Linked DNA regions of Mus musculus: region 2 is linked to region 1. A link is a contact called in public Micro-C data. All regions are on one chromosome and are shown on one strand. Each heading gives the region's core, a stretch centred on a gene start, on an enhancer-like site or on the middle of the called end of the contact. The rest is flanking DNA. Distances are from core to core; before and after follow the strand shown. Region 1 holds the start of Pak2 (p21 (RAC1) activated kinase 2). Region 2 has its middle 21 kb from the start of Ubxn7.

The links. A called contact is a pair of places that touch in the nucleus more often than the background predicts.
Region 2: a contact with region 1 is called in a Micro-C map of embryonic stem cells, with 4 times the contacts expected there. The contact joins the enhancer-like site here to the promoter of Pak2 in region 1. A contact is called at or near these places in 3 of 39 promoter capture datasets (the C10 cell line, cranial neural crest and neural stem cells), 1 of 484 Hi-C or Micro-C datasets (embryonic stem cells), 2 of 115 datasets of contacts at active chromatin or transcription factors (embryonic stem cells and large pre-B cells) and 3 of 9 other capture datasets (adipose tissue, liver and pancreatic islet).

The regions. Positions count from the first base shown.
Region 1 is chr16:32,074,657-32,081,790 of GRCm38.p6, reverse strand. It overlaps Pak2 (p21 (RAC1) activated kinase 2), which reads left to right and starts at 2,449. Exons shown (of 15, transcript NM_177326.3): 1 at 2,449-2,703.
Region 2 is chr16:32,308,043-32,315,017 of GRCm38.p6, reverse strand. No RefSeq gene overlaps it. Among named protein-coding and RNA genes, the nearest start is that of Ubxn7, 21 kb to the left of the region's middle. Within about 2 kb of position 2,492, at least 22 of the 459 cell types and tissues checked have an H3K27ac peak or open chromatin away from gene starts, as enhancers often do. A contact at or near this core is called in embryonic stem cells, where this site is marked.

The sequences.
Region 1 (7,134 bases), core at 1,200-3,699:
AGAGAGATGAACAAAATACTAGTTTTGTTCAGTTGAACCAAATTTCATCGGTCTTTAAACATAAAATTGGAGCTGGAAAGATGGCTCAGCAGTTAGCAGCACTCACTGCTCTTCCAGAAATCCTGAGTTCAATTCCCAGCAACCACATGGTGGCTCATAACCATCTGTAATGGGATCTGATCCCCTCTTCTGATGTGTCTGAAGACAGTGACCACAGTGTATACATATACATAAAATAAGTAAAAATAAAAACATTAAGTTAATATTTAAGATTGTGCCTTATTATATAATCCAGTGCTATATTCATTTTTAGGGGTGTTGAGAAATGCAAGAAAAACATGATTGACACCAACTTTGATAAGACTCTTATTGCCTGATCAATAGATGATACATATCTGAGTTTGGCCACTTTATATTATTGACACTGAATAATGGTCTGTATTTTCGGTGAGTTTTGTAATTTTGTGTGTGGTCCTTTTTTTGTTTAGGCCAAGAGAATGGATATTGTTGTCTTATTGATTCTTTCCCGGGGTTTGTTCCACTTTTATTATTTATTCATCTTAAAGAGTTGTGGTAGGTTCTTTTGGATACAGAAAACAGAAAAACTGCTCACCTCACCTAAGAGTGGTGGTAGGTGGTTAATGTGTATCCCAGTCACTTTCCAAGAATATCTATCTGTTTGCTAGTTATTTTGGAGAATGCTATATGCTTTAGGAACTAAAATGATTGCTTGCAATTCTAATCAATTGGAATATAGTGGATTTAAGGATTATTCTAGAAAAGCTACTTATTTTGATAATCCATGTTCAATGCTACTCATAGGGAAATAGAGGTAAGCAGCCAACATCCATGTAAAGTGACATACAGCCCTATGTTACTCAAACATACATCCTATGTTACTAGCAGGTGGCTGAATGTAGATTTGATAGGCTGCAAAGAATAGGGTGTCATGTAGTTCATCTGACCTCCGACTCTCTATGTAACCATTCTTGTCCCCTATCCGTCCTCTACCTCTCAGTACTCAAATTCCTCATCTTACCTCAGCCACCTGAGTGCTGGAATTACAGGTTTGCTTCATCATATCTTGTACTACAGTACTTTTTTTTTCTTTTCGAGACAGGGTTTCTCTCTATATAGTCCTGGCGGTCCTGAAACTCACTTTGTAGACCAGGCTGGCCTCGAACTCAGAAATTCGCCTGCCTCTGCCTCCCAAGTGCTAGGATTAAAGGAGTATGCCACCTCGCCCAACTACTACAGTACTTTCTAATATACCCATCTTACACCAAGGTGCAGCTACATAAGTCTTGTGGTTTTGGTTGTGAGCCTAGCCTTCATCTCTCACTGACCGTGGCAATCCTCTTCCTACTTGTAATCCTTTCCCCTCAGTTCTTCCGAGTTCCTTTTTCTGTTTTAACTGCCACCTTCTCTGTCCACTCTGTCCACGGTAATCCCTCAGCTTTTTCCCCACCTTGTAACAGGTATCAGTGTTTTGGTTTTTATGTTTTCATACGTTTTTTTGGTTGTTTTTTTTCTGAGACAGGGTTTCTCTGTATAGCCCTGGCTTTCCTGGAACTCACTCTGTAGACCAGTCTGGCCTCGAACTCAGAAATCTGCCTGCCTCTGCCTCCCGAGTTCTGGGATTAAAGGCGTGCGCCACCACCGTTTTCATGTTTTTAACCTTTACAAAGACTAGGTGAAGCATGTTCATTTCTGGTACCTAAATGGTCTTTTGTAGATATTAGATATTGACATAGTTGTGGAATAAGAATACATGAATTAACTCCTCCATTGATAAAATACAGAAAAATAAAAAAATCTTTGTTTTGCAAAGAGGGAGGACCTAATTTAGCAGCATAATCTGATTCAACTTAATCTGGTTAAATTTGTAGGAAAAAAAAAAGCGGTGGCGTCGCATTCCTTTAATCGAGGCCAGCCTGGTCTTCAAAGTGAGTTCCAGGACAGCCAGGGCTATACAGAGAAACCCTGCCTCCAAAAAACCAAACCAAACCAAACCAAACCAAAAAACAAAGTGAGCTGGGCAGTACCTCTTCAGGAGGCAGAAGCAGGAGGATCTCTAGTTCAAAGTCAGCCTGGACTACAGAGTGAGTTCCAGGACAGCCAGGACTCGAAAAGCCATCCCTCCCCACAAAACACCAATTGGTGAATGGATACATTCTCAGAAACAAAGACCCTCTACACACAAATATGTTTGGATCAGCTGTTCTCCGTCAGCTTTGTCAGTAGGTAAACCGTAACTGCAGACAATGCAGAATGCTGATAAATGAGGGACAGGTTTTCTCTGTAACGCCCACTGTCCTGAGTCTCCCTAACAGATGACTAGACTACGGTTCCCAGCCGCCCTGTGAAAGCCCGCCCCTCGGGTCATGACGCCACTTTCAGGGCGGGGCTGTCTTACGGCCCCGCCCCGCGCCCCCGCCGCCGCCCTCCCCCAGGGTTGTGGCCACGCGCAGCGGCAGCGGTTGTTCCGCTTCCCCTCCGGCCCGGGCCGTCGCCATTGCCGAAGGCTCCTGCCCTCCCCTCCCTGGCCCAAGGGGTTCTGCGCCTCACGGCCTCGGTAGCGACGGCCGCGCCCCGCGCCGCTCCCCTCCGCCCTGCCCTCCTCCCTCTCAGCGCCCCAGCGCAGTGCTCGCCCGCGTCGGCCAAGCAGCCCGCCCTGGGTCGGGCGGAGACCTTTCCTCTCTGGTAAGTGCGGTTGCCGCTCGCCCGGGCCGGGCCGGGCCGGGCCGAGCCGCCGCCCTCCTCCCGCCTCCGCGGCCTGGGCCCAGCGGCCCGGGACGCCAGCACCTGCGGGCGGGCCCGCGGCTCCGGGCGGTGGCTCATTGTCTGCGCCCTGGCTCTAAGCTTCGGCCGAGAGGAAGCTTGCTGGGCTGTGGGGACCCTGGCCACTCCGGCCGTCCTTGCCCTTCTCTCCCGCCGGCGCTGCACCGGACGACTCGGGTTTGTTCCTGGATGTTCCCTCCTTTACCAGCTGCGTTCTCTGCAGTCTCGTCGCTCGGGAATCCTGTCGCGAGCTCCTTAAGTTCAGTGTGTAAACTCTTCCTCCTCCTCCACATTAGGAAAAAGTTTTTGCCGGGCTCTGGGAGCCTGCGTTTAAGAACAGAAGTTAAGGATCTTACGGTTTTTGCTTGATCTTTAGCCAGGAGGTGAATATTTGCTTCTTAAGGTTAACTTGGGCTGAGGTTGGCTTTTCACCATGTTTGGCTGTCTGAAACACGCGCGCCCTCACAAGAAAAAAAAAAAGTTGCTGCAAATAACTTAATGGACTCAGCCTTTTGATTAGTTCTAGATCAAGTCGTCCAAGACAGAAGTGTGTTAAATAATTGCCATTGTGGCTTGATGGGAAGGAGGCTCTCTCCATCCCCTGTCTTAATAGAACTAGGTAGAGTGGAAGTGAGATTTGTTTCCTCTTTGACAAATCACCAACTCCCATCGATAGCCGCCAGGTTCTTCTTTACAAGTGACCTGTAGATTTTCCAGCTTTTCGTTTCTAACCTTTTAAAAAAAGACAACCAAACCGGTTAGGCCCAAAATTAGACAACGACGAGCTGAGCTGTGTTTTGGGTGAAGGTTGTGCACGTCACGTTTTTCCCCTGCTGTATTCGACTCTTCCGCTCTTATAAAGTAGGCAGGATATTGAAATAAATACACAAGAATTTGCTCTGGGGATTTTTTTTTTTTTTTTTTTGGTAGAGCTATCCAAAAGAATAGTATGAATAAAATTAGGTTGGGATGAAGGCAGTGAGTAGTAATTTTTAAAACAGGTTAGGGCACGTCAACTTTGCCAGAAGCTCTGTGGCATTTGTAGAACATTCTTGCTTGTCTCTACCCCAGTTCTTCAGTTGGGGTGTGTGTGTGTGTGTGTGAAGGAAGCCTTTTTCGTATACTTTTATACCCATCCTCTGCCTTTCCTAGACAGGGCCTCATTCCAGCTCAGGCTGTTGTGACACTCTTCCTGTCTCAGCCTTGTGTGCTGGGATTACACGTGTTAGCCAACATATTTGGTAGCCTCTCTTTTTAGGTCTTTCTAGAGATTAATTAGCCAGGAACACTATTGTACATTTACATCAGGGAAACTGAATTTTATATTGTTGCTTAGATAGATAGAAAATGTAACTTTTGGGTTTTGGTAAAAGAGGTTGCCCAAAATTAAAAATGTTTTCTTCTTGTTTTCACTAGTACATTATTACCTTTCCCTCTGCCAGGCTATGGGGGAAATGGATTAGTATCAAGTACTGCCATCCTTTGGTACTGTGGGTTGTTCTTAGGTTAGTGAGTTGTCTTGACACTAGGGAGGAATGTCAGGGAATGAAAAAGTACCTTGAAGTTAGTTTCTGCTGTTTCTTTCTCCTTTTTAACCCCTTGTACCGGATTGAACCGCAGACCTCCCTGTGATGCTAGGCAAGTGTTCTTTGCAGCACTGAGTTACAAGCCCAGCCCTCTCTTCTCTGTGCAGACAGTCTCACTGTTTCCCAGGCTGGTATTGAATCTCTTCCCTACCAGGTAAGCCTTGAACTGGGGTTTTCTTCTCAACCTCCCTAGTAGCTGGGATTGCAAGCCTGTGCCTGCAGAATATCTCATTTGTTTCCAAAAGCAGGTATTTGTTTGTTTTTCTTTGGAGACAGCCTCTTTCTATGATACCCAGGTTTGTTTCAAACTTCTGGACTTAAGATCTGCGTCAGAATCCTAGCCAGTGAGATTACCATTGTGTTGGGCAAGCAGACATGTTTTTAAAAAGAGAATTCTTGGGTATTTCACTTATCTTGGGGCCTTGATTCCAGATTTACCTTTTGAGAGAAAGAGATTAATTCTTCTGGGCTTTGTGATCCGTGTCCTGAAACCTAAATTCATGAAGTGATAGTTTTTAGTTGATATATGTCTGATAAAAGGTTCTCGTGTTTCTTTGATTTTTATGATAGGCAAGTTTCCAACTAGACATGATGAAGGCTAGTTTTACGTGTTTTAAATGAGGAAATTTAAAACTTGTTCTGGTTAGCTAAAGATAAACTCTGAGTTATACTTTTACAAAATGCAGGAGCTTGAAATAATTGCCAAGTATAAAACTAGTAGCTATGGCTGAATCCTTACTATCTTCATCAGTATTGGTTATTACAGTAATAATGTTCCGTACTCGGTGCTTTCAGTTTTCTGGCTTTGGTTCAAATTGGACTGTGTTCCAGTCTTGAGACTAGGTCAGGCCTTTCTCTCCTCAAGCACTGCTAGTTACAGAAGTAACTGATGGTTGTCTGATTAGAGGGGAGTTGCTACTTGCAGACTGTGCTTCTGAGTTCTCGGAGGTGAAATTCCTAACTTTTTAAAGATTTAAAAAAAAAAATGTGTAAGTGTGTTTTGCCTGCATGTGTGTATATGTACCATGTGGGTGCCTATGAAGGCCATATAGGGTGTCAGATTCCTGGGACTGGAGTTGCAGACAGTTGAGAGCTGCCAAGGATGCTGGGTGCTGGACTGAGCCACCTCTCCTGCCTGCCCTTCCTTTTTATTTTTTAAGCCTCTTTAAGAGCAGAGAGAGAAGATAAAAATGTCCCTTAATTATAATCACGAAATAGCTTTCTGTGATCAAAATTAGTCTCACTGCTTCATTTCCTTTCTTTCTTTTTTCTTTTCTTTCTTTCTTTCTTTTTTTTTTTTTTTGTTTGAGACAGGGTTTCTCTCTGTAGTCCTGGCTGCCTGGAACTCACTCTGTAAACCAGGCTGGCCTCAAACTTAGAGATTCACCTGTCTCTGCCTCCTGAGTGCTGGGACTAAAGGTGTGTACCACCACTTCCTGGTTTGGTAATTAGCCTGGACGTTCATTCAGTATTGTAAAGTTCTTTCCTGTCTTGTGTAGTGAAACTTACTCTGTGTGTCCCAGGAGCTGGAGACCTGAGTTTGAATGTTGGCTCTTCTAATTAGTCTTGGGCAAGATACCTTTTTTTTTTTTTTTTTTGAGTTTGTTCTTTGAGTCAGTTTCATACATGTATTTAGGGAAGGGAATTCTGATTATTGTAACCCTTAACTTCCCATCTGTCAGACTCCCTCCCTTACAAGTCTCTTTACTTACCTATATATCATAGGTTATGATATATGTAATGGACTTTTTTTGTTGTTGTTTTGTCTTTTTTATTTTTTTTTGAGATCCATTAAGTTTAGCCAGGGTTTCTGTCTGTTTGACCATGGCTTTGTGTCTGTTTTCTATTGCTGTGATAAACACCATGTCTAAAACCAGTTTATTTCATCTTAGAGTAGTTTATAGTCAGTGTATCATTGAGGAAAGTCAGGGCAGGAACTCAGGCAAGAACCTGTTGCTGGGAACTGAGGCACAGACCGTGGCGGGGCAGTGCTTATTGGCTTGCTGTCTACGGCTAGCTAGCTCAGCTCGCTTTTTATATAACATGGTACCACATGCCCAGGAGTGGCATTGTCCACAGTGGACTGGGCCCTCCCTCATCAATCATTAAAGAAAATGCCTCCACGTCAATTTGATGGAGACTTCTCAGTAAAGATCCCCTCTTCTCCAGTGACCAGCAGTGTGAGAATTAGAGAATTATAAATGAGCACAGATGAGAGTACCATATACTAGAGTAGCTCATAACCGTTAGAAAGATGAAGCATTGGGGCTGGAGAGGTAGCTCAGTGGTTAAGAGCACTGACTGCTCTTCCGAAGGTCCCGAGTTCAATTCCCAGAAACCACATGGTGGCTCACAGCCATCTGTAATGGGCATCCAATGTCCTCTCCTGCTGTGTCTGAAGACAGTGACAGTGTACCTACGTACATGAAATAAATAAATCTTTAAAAAATGAATAAAAGAAAGATGAGGCATCACCATATTATGCATATGGAAATCAATATACAAGGGTTCTTTTTTCCAATTTTAAAATCAAGATAAATAGGCCATTGTAGCTCAACCTATAATCATAGTACTTGGATGGCTCAGAAATGGGGATCATCATGAGTTCAAGGTCAGCCAGGCTACATACATACTCACTGTCTCAGGAACACCAAATAAAAGAATTAAAGTCAAGGGGAAAAAAATCACCCCCTAAACAGAGGCTTACTTCTAACTACCCCCTCCCACCCCCAGGGTTTCTCTGTGTAGCCCTGGCTGTCCTGGAACT
Region 2 (6,975 bases), core at 1,243-3,742, 230 kb before region 1:
CTTTTAAAAATCAGCATTATACACATATACTCCGTAAGGTGAAATGAAAAACTGGTGTAAAAATGAGAGAACAGGGCGGTGGTGGCGCACGCCTTTGATCCCAGCACTTGAGAGGCAAAGGCAGGCGGATTTCTGAGTTCGAGGCCAGCCTGGTCTACAAAGTGAGTTCCAGGACAGCCAGGGCTACACAGAGAAACCCTGTCTCATAAAACCAAAAAATAATGAGAGAACAGCCGGGCATGGTGGCGCACACTTTTAATTCCAGCTCTCGGGAGGCAGAGGCAGGCAGATTTCTTGAGTTTGAGGCCAGCCTGGTCTACAAAGTGAGTTCCAGGATAGCCAGGGTATATACAGAGAAACCCTGTCTCAAAACACCACCCCCACCAAAAAAATGAGAGACCAAAAATGTCAAAATTAAGACCCTAAGTCTGAATTTACTGCGTATGCTAAAAATAGACATAATAATGATTATGATTGGACATAATCACTTGGCACAAAGCAAACTGGTGATAGGCAGTTTAATAAGAACTCAAGATATTAGGCTAGATAACATGGTCTCATCTGTTTGATTATGAAGCAGGAGTGAGTTACAGTCAGTCTCAGAATGGTTTTCCTGGCATGGATCACTGAAGGTGAGGACTTCCAAAGCAAGAAACTGTTAGGGACTGGTTTTCTGTCAGGTCCCAAAGAAATCTAGGACAAATGGCTGACTGTGGTATCTATTAGCACACCAAAGTGCATGCTCAGAACTCTAGGCTCCCTCAGGACCTGGCTCCTCCCAGAACTTCTCACCAGGACATGAAGGCCATGAGCTCTCTGGTTCTCTCTCTCTTGGTGTCCTCATCTCTCTTCTCTTCCTCTCTCTCCTTTCATGGACCGGTTCAGTCCATACGCCTGTGGCTGTACTTTCTGTCATACTTACAATAAAATCCTCCTCCACCCCACCTTGGAGGTCGTGTGCTCATTTTCATTCAGCTTTCAGAGGTGTATTCTATAAAGCCAGATGTCATTGATTGATTAGCTAGGTTTATAGCCTGTCCTCGTGTTACTTGTTACCATGGATATAGACTGAAAAATCAATCTTTTCCTGAGAACATGGGGAGTCTTACTCTCCTGGGGAAATTTTTTTTGTAACTCACTACAGAGAAAAAGTCAATTTTCCCAGTATGTAAAGACTTCTCTGGAAATTGAGAACTAAAAGATGAACATCCCAACAGAAAGGACTCAAAGAGAAAAATAAATATAAATAGTCCAGAATGTTGAAAGGAAAACCAGTTTCATGCTGGAGGGTGGGGCTCAGTGGTGCTTAGCATGCATAAAGACCTGGCCTCATCCCCAGCACTGACACAAAAGCATCTCAGCCCCTTTGTGGTTTTAAAATTAATTAGGTGACTTTGTGTGAGTGTCCCGAGTGGACGTGCGTGGGTGTGGAGGTCAGAGGACAGCTTTGAGGAGGCTCACTCTCCTTCCCTCTCGTGGGTCCCAGAGATCAAATTCAGGTCATCAGGTGTAGCAGCGAGTGCCTTTACCCACTGAGACATCTCAAAAACTCTCCACCTCTGAAGAGTTTAAAGATTTTGTAATAAATCCTTTATTTAATAACCATGTGCAAGGTCCTACAGAAAAGCACAAACCACAGCCATGCAGCTAAGGCGCAATATCAAAGGACAGTTAATGCACAAAATCACCACAGTTGTTTTGTTTTATTTTGGTTTCTTGGTCTGTTGGCTTTTTGAAACGTTTGTTTCTGTATAACCCTGACTGCCCTGGAACTCACTTTGTAGGATCAGAGTGGCCTTGAACTCACAGAAATTAGCCGGCCTCCGGCCTCCCAGGTGCTGGGATTAAAGGCATATGCCAATGTCCAGCTCAGGCACCAAAAAAATTTAAAATATTTACGCCCAGGAGGTCTGTCATTTACAAAGAACCACGGCAACTGAGGAATGCTGAGAACAGAGAGTCTCCCCCAGGGAAGAGCATACCAACTGGTTATCCAATACCAAATGGTTTGCCCTGAGAACACACACAAGTAACACTAGATAGATAGGCTCAGCAGCTTGTGTGTACTGATATGTGTTATTAATCCTGCCAGGTGAGAATAAGACTATCACAATTTTGAGCCAAATTTAAAGCAAGCTTTAATTTAAAACTAGCCAGTGTGATGGACTCTGGCCAGGTCCATTCCTGGGTTTCCAGAAAATGGCCACTAGTCACATTTTGTGGAGGTTCAAAAAAGAACACCCAGAAGGCCACAGTATTTCCCATCAGGTCCAGAAAAAGCATATATCCTAACATACTTCCAGCCTAGGTATGTCCTGCCTGCATCTGAAAAGGTCGGCATAGGAACTTTGGAAAGGTCATGAAACACTCACCCCTCCGGAAGGGAGAGGCTAATTAGCATTTCTCTGACTCCAGGGCAGGAACTGACCAACGGGTAGGGACTGACCTGCGGGTAGAGACACATTCCACAGACTGACCTTGCTCACCTCAGACAAGGGAAGTCCTTGCCACCTCATTCCCCTAAAGACCAATCAGTTTAAAGGGTGCACTGTTCTGCCAATCATATTGTGCCTAGTTGCTGATGCTCTATTCTGCCCCTGGAAACCATATAAAAAATGGCCGAATGGGTGCTGGTGGTCACTGCCTCTCCTTTGGGTCTGGGATGACCCCAGTGCACTGGAACAATAAATTCCTCTTGCTTTTTGCATAGGTCCTGGCTCCACGTGGCTCACTCAGGGGTCCCCTGTAAGCTAAGGCTCCTCGGAGTCTTACACGTACCTCTAATTACTTGTACCTCTCACATACATGGGATTAAACACATCAGGAGCAATTGTTTAAGGAACAAAAAACACGTGGCTTGTTATCTCCCACAAATAATAGCCTGCAGCATTTAACTTTGGCTCTCAGTGTGTGTGTGTGTGTGTGTGAGTGTGTGTGTGTGTGTGTGTGTGTGTGTGTGTGTGTGTGTGTGTGTGTATAACAACAATGAAAAAAGAGGCCATGAATTTGAAAGAAAACAAGCAGGGGTCTATGGGATGATTTATATAGGGCTGAAAGGGAAGGAGCAAATGATGTAATTACATGTAATTTTAATCTCAAAAATAACTAAAAACATTTTCTTTTGTTGGTTTTTTTTTTTTTTTTCCCAAGACAGGGTTTCTCTGTATAGCTATGGCTGTCCTGGAACTCACTTTGTAGACCAGGCTGGCCTCGAACTCAGAAATCCACCTGCCTCTGCCTCGCGAGTGCTGGGATTAAAGGCGTGGGCCATCACGCCCGGCTCCGACTAAAAACATTTTTATTTGATGTGTATAGGTGTTTTGCCTGTGCTTATGTCCATGCATGCATTGTGCCCACAGAGTCCAGAAAACAGACAGATGTGAGCTGGCAGGTTGGTGCTGGGAATCCAACCCTGATGCTCCAGCTGCGCAGGCTGTGCCCCTTACTGCCGAGTCATCTCCATAGCCAGGCCATTGAACTTTAAATGTTTTATAAAAATGTACAGAGCAGGACACGGTGCTGCGCGGCTTTAATCCCAGCACTTGGAAGCAGAAGGAGGTGGAACTCTTGAGTTTTTAGCCCTGCTTGGTCTACATAGGGAGTTCCAGGCCATCTAGAATTCCACGGGGAGACCCTGTCTTAAAACAACAAACAAAACAGGAAGTACTGCTACGGGGGCCAGCGAGTAAAGGCTCTGGCTAAGAAAGTCTGATGGCCTGAGTTTGCTTGTGTTGGATCCCTAGGACCCACATAAAGACAGGAAGAGAGAACTCACCCCACAGAGTTGTCCTCTGACCTTTACTCGACATGCTTGCCATAGCGCGAATGCTCCTTCTCCAATAATAAAACACATATCAGAACTGTATGTATCCTGCTGTTGCTGGGCATCCTAGCTTATGTCTGCATCTCTGAAGAGGATGGTGAGTTTCAAGTGTTAGAAGTTTGCGGTTGTAAAGAAACCAGTGTCGTCCTCTCTCCTGCCTCTCCACTGGTGGTGACTGGGCACCGCTGGCACGCAGCTCAGAGTAGGCAGAACAGATTCCAAAACGGTGGTCCATGGGCGAAAGAGCAGGGTCTGGGACGAATGTGGTTTCCGGTCTCCTCTCTGGCACCTGTGCACTGAGAGTCCGCGGGTCTGTCTTTCCCTTGGGGCATCTGCCTCCCAGGCCGGGAGGGGAGGCAGAAACCAGTCTGAAAGGGAGCAAGGGCCGAGTAAACCAGGGGCTGGAAGAGAGAAGGCCTTCCTAGGAATTTTAGGCACAGTTTGGTTTTGTCTTTTTAAGATTTATTTATTTTATATATGTGACCACACACTGTCTTCTCAGACACACCAGAACCTTCAGATTTCAGTACATGAGCCACCATGTGGTTGCTGGGATTTGAACTCAGGACCTCTGGAAGAGCAGTCAGTGCTCTTAACCACTGAGCCATCTCTCCGGCCTTTAGACATAGTTCTTTAAGATGAAGGCATTCCCCACAGAGATCCTAAACGAAGCAGCTCTCTGAGACAACCCTTTCTTGTTCATACTGTTTTATTTGATGGTTGATGTAAATGCACAATTTAGTCAAGGAATTAAATATCATTTGTGGGAAGGATTACCCAGAAAGAGCAGCTCATTGGCTGAAAGCTCAGGGCCTCATTAGCATGGAGAAGAACTCCAGGTGTTACTGCTCCACGCCCCAGTGCCCATGGTCCTCAGTGGGGTGTCATGGTTCCGTGCTCCTGAGCAGGTAGAGACAGAGGGGGGGATGGCTCCGCTCCTGCTGTTCTCAGTTCTGGGATTCCCAGGATTGGAGCTTACTCAACCTTACCACTTCTTACGTCTGCCAGGTAACAAGGTCCCACATGGCCAGACACCGCTTCCACTGAAGCACCTGGACAAGGCTCCTGAGAGAGAAATGGCAAATAGTAAAGGAAGGAGAAGAGAGGGGCTCCTCCCAGGAGGGAAGGCTCCCAGTTCCAGGTTGTAGGATTCCTGGAAAGCAGCAGGGACCTTTGTTTAAACAAAAAGTTTTCCAATAGTGTGTGTGTGTTGGGGGTGGGGGTGGGGGTACATTTTCATAAAAGTCTTACAAAGTGGGAAAGAAAAAGACGAAATCCTTGTCCTGAACACAAGCTTTCTAATATTTGATAGGACTCATATGTGATGTTTCCTACACAGGCCAGCAAGACTTTGTATTAACATCTCCCTGTTTCCCATCTCCAAACAGGTTTAAAAGTTAAATTTGTCTAAAAAGAAAAAAAAAAATTAAATCAATGTGGGTTTTGTTGTTGTTTTGTTTGGTTGGTTTTTTTCCTTTCTCGTTTTGAAATGGGCTGCCCTGTAACTTGAGGGGTCATCCTTGGTCTCTTGACTAGCTGGGGCCATAGGCCTGCACTAGCTTGCCTGGCTGGAGCTCCTGTAATCTTTAATTTAGAGAAAGAAAGCGCTCACAGATGGGGTGCAAGCTGTCTGTTGTAGAGTCCTGAGGTGCCTGGTGGACCTGTGCAGGGTCCTGAGGTGCCTGGCGGACCTGATGTCCGTACCTCTTGCTGTTCCTCCTTGTCTAGCCTTAGTTTTTGAAACCCTGCTTTACTCTGGAGAGTTATTTCATTATGCTCCATTTCCAACTGCTCATGTGCCCATCTTTCAAGAGATGAATCTGATCTTATCTGAGAGCCCCGTCTGTGTTATTTCTAGGGTGTATTCTAGGAACACTGGGAATATTTTCCCACCTCAGTCGGCCCCGCTCGCTCAGTCCCTGGTCGCTCCAGCCCCAAGATTTATTTATTATTATACATAAGTACACTGTAGCTGTCTTCTGACACACCAGAAGAGGGCATCAGATCTCATTACAGATTGTGAGCCACCATGTGGTTGCTGGAATTTTGAACTCAGGACCTTCGGAAGAGCAGTCAGTAGTGCTCTTACCTACTGAACCATCTCTCCAGCCCCAACACTGGGAATTTAATGATTACATCCAAGGGCTTAATTTTATAAGGAGGCAATTTCAAAGGGGATTTCATGGCACTCTCATGGGTGAGGAACTGCCCAGGTTTGAGAGACTTGTAAGGACCCAGTGAAATTGTCAGCGATAGCCTGACATGGAACGGGCACCTCTCTCTTTCTTTTGAATCAGCAGCTCTAGTCACAGTCACCATGAACACTCAGGCCTCTGTAGATCCTTCAAGGTTCTCTTTTTTCTCTAATAGATCCTTTGTGTGTGTTCTTTTTCTTCTCCTTTTTTTTTTTAAGGTTTATGTATTTATTTATTATATGTAAGTACACTGTAGCTGTCTTCAGACACCCCAGAAGAGGGCATCAGATCTCATTACGGATGGTTGTGAGCCATCATGTGATTGCTGGGATTTGAACTCAGGACCTTCGGAAGACAAGTCAGTGCTCTTAACCGCTGAGCCATCTTCCAGCCCCAGTTTTTTTTGTTTGTTTGTTTGTTTGTTTGTTTTGTTTGTTTGTTTTTTGAGACAGGGTTTCTCTATGTAGCGCTGGCTGTCCTGGAACTCACTCTGTAGACCAGGCTGGCCTCGAACTCAGAAATTCACCTGCCTCTGCCTCCCAAGTGCTGGGATTAAAGGCGTGTGCCACCACTCCTGGCCAGTTTTTTTTTTTTTTTTAAGATTTAAAATTTTTTTTATGTATGATCACTTTGTCCTCCTGTGTGTGTATCACGTGGTCTGGTGCCCCTGGAGGACTTACAGATGGCTGTGAGCCTCCATTTGGGTGCTGTGAACTGAATCTGGGGCTTCTGCAAGAACAAGTACTCTTAACAGTTGAGCCATCCCATCTCTCTAGCTCTATTTGCTTTGAGACAGGGTCTCACTAGGCAGACCAGGCTGGCCCAAAACTCATAGATATTTGCCTACCTCTGCCTCCCTAGCTGGGCTTAAAGGAGCCCACCACCACACCTGTCCTTACCTGATCCTCATTGGAGTCGTCTCTCTTTGGAAGTGTGCGGATGAGCCTCATTTCCCCA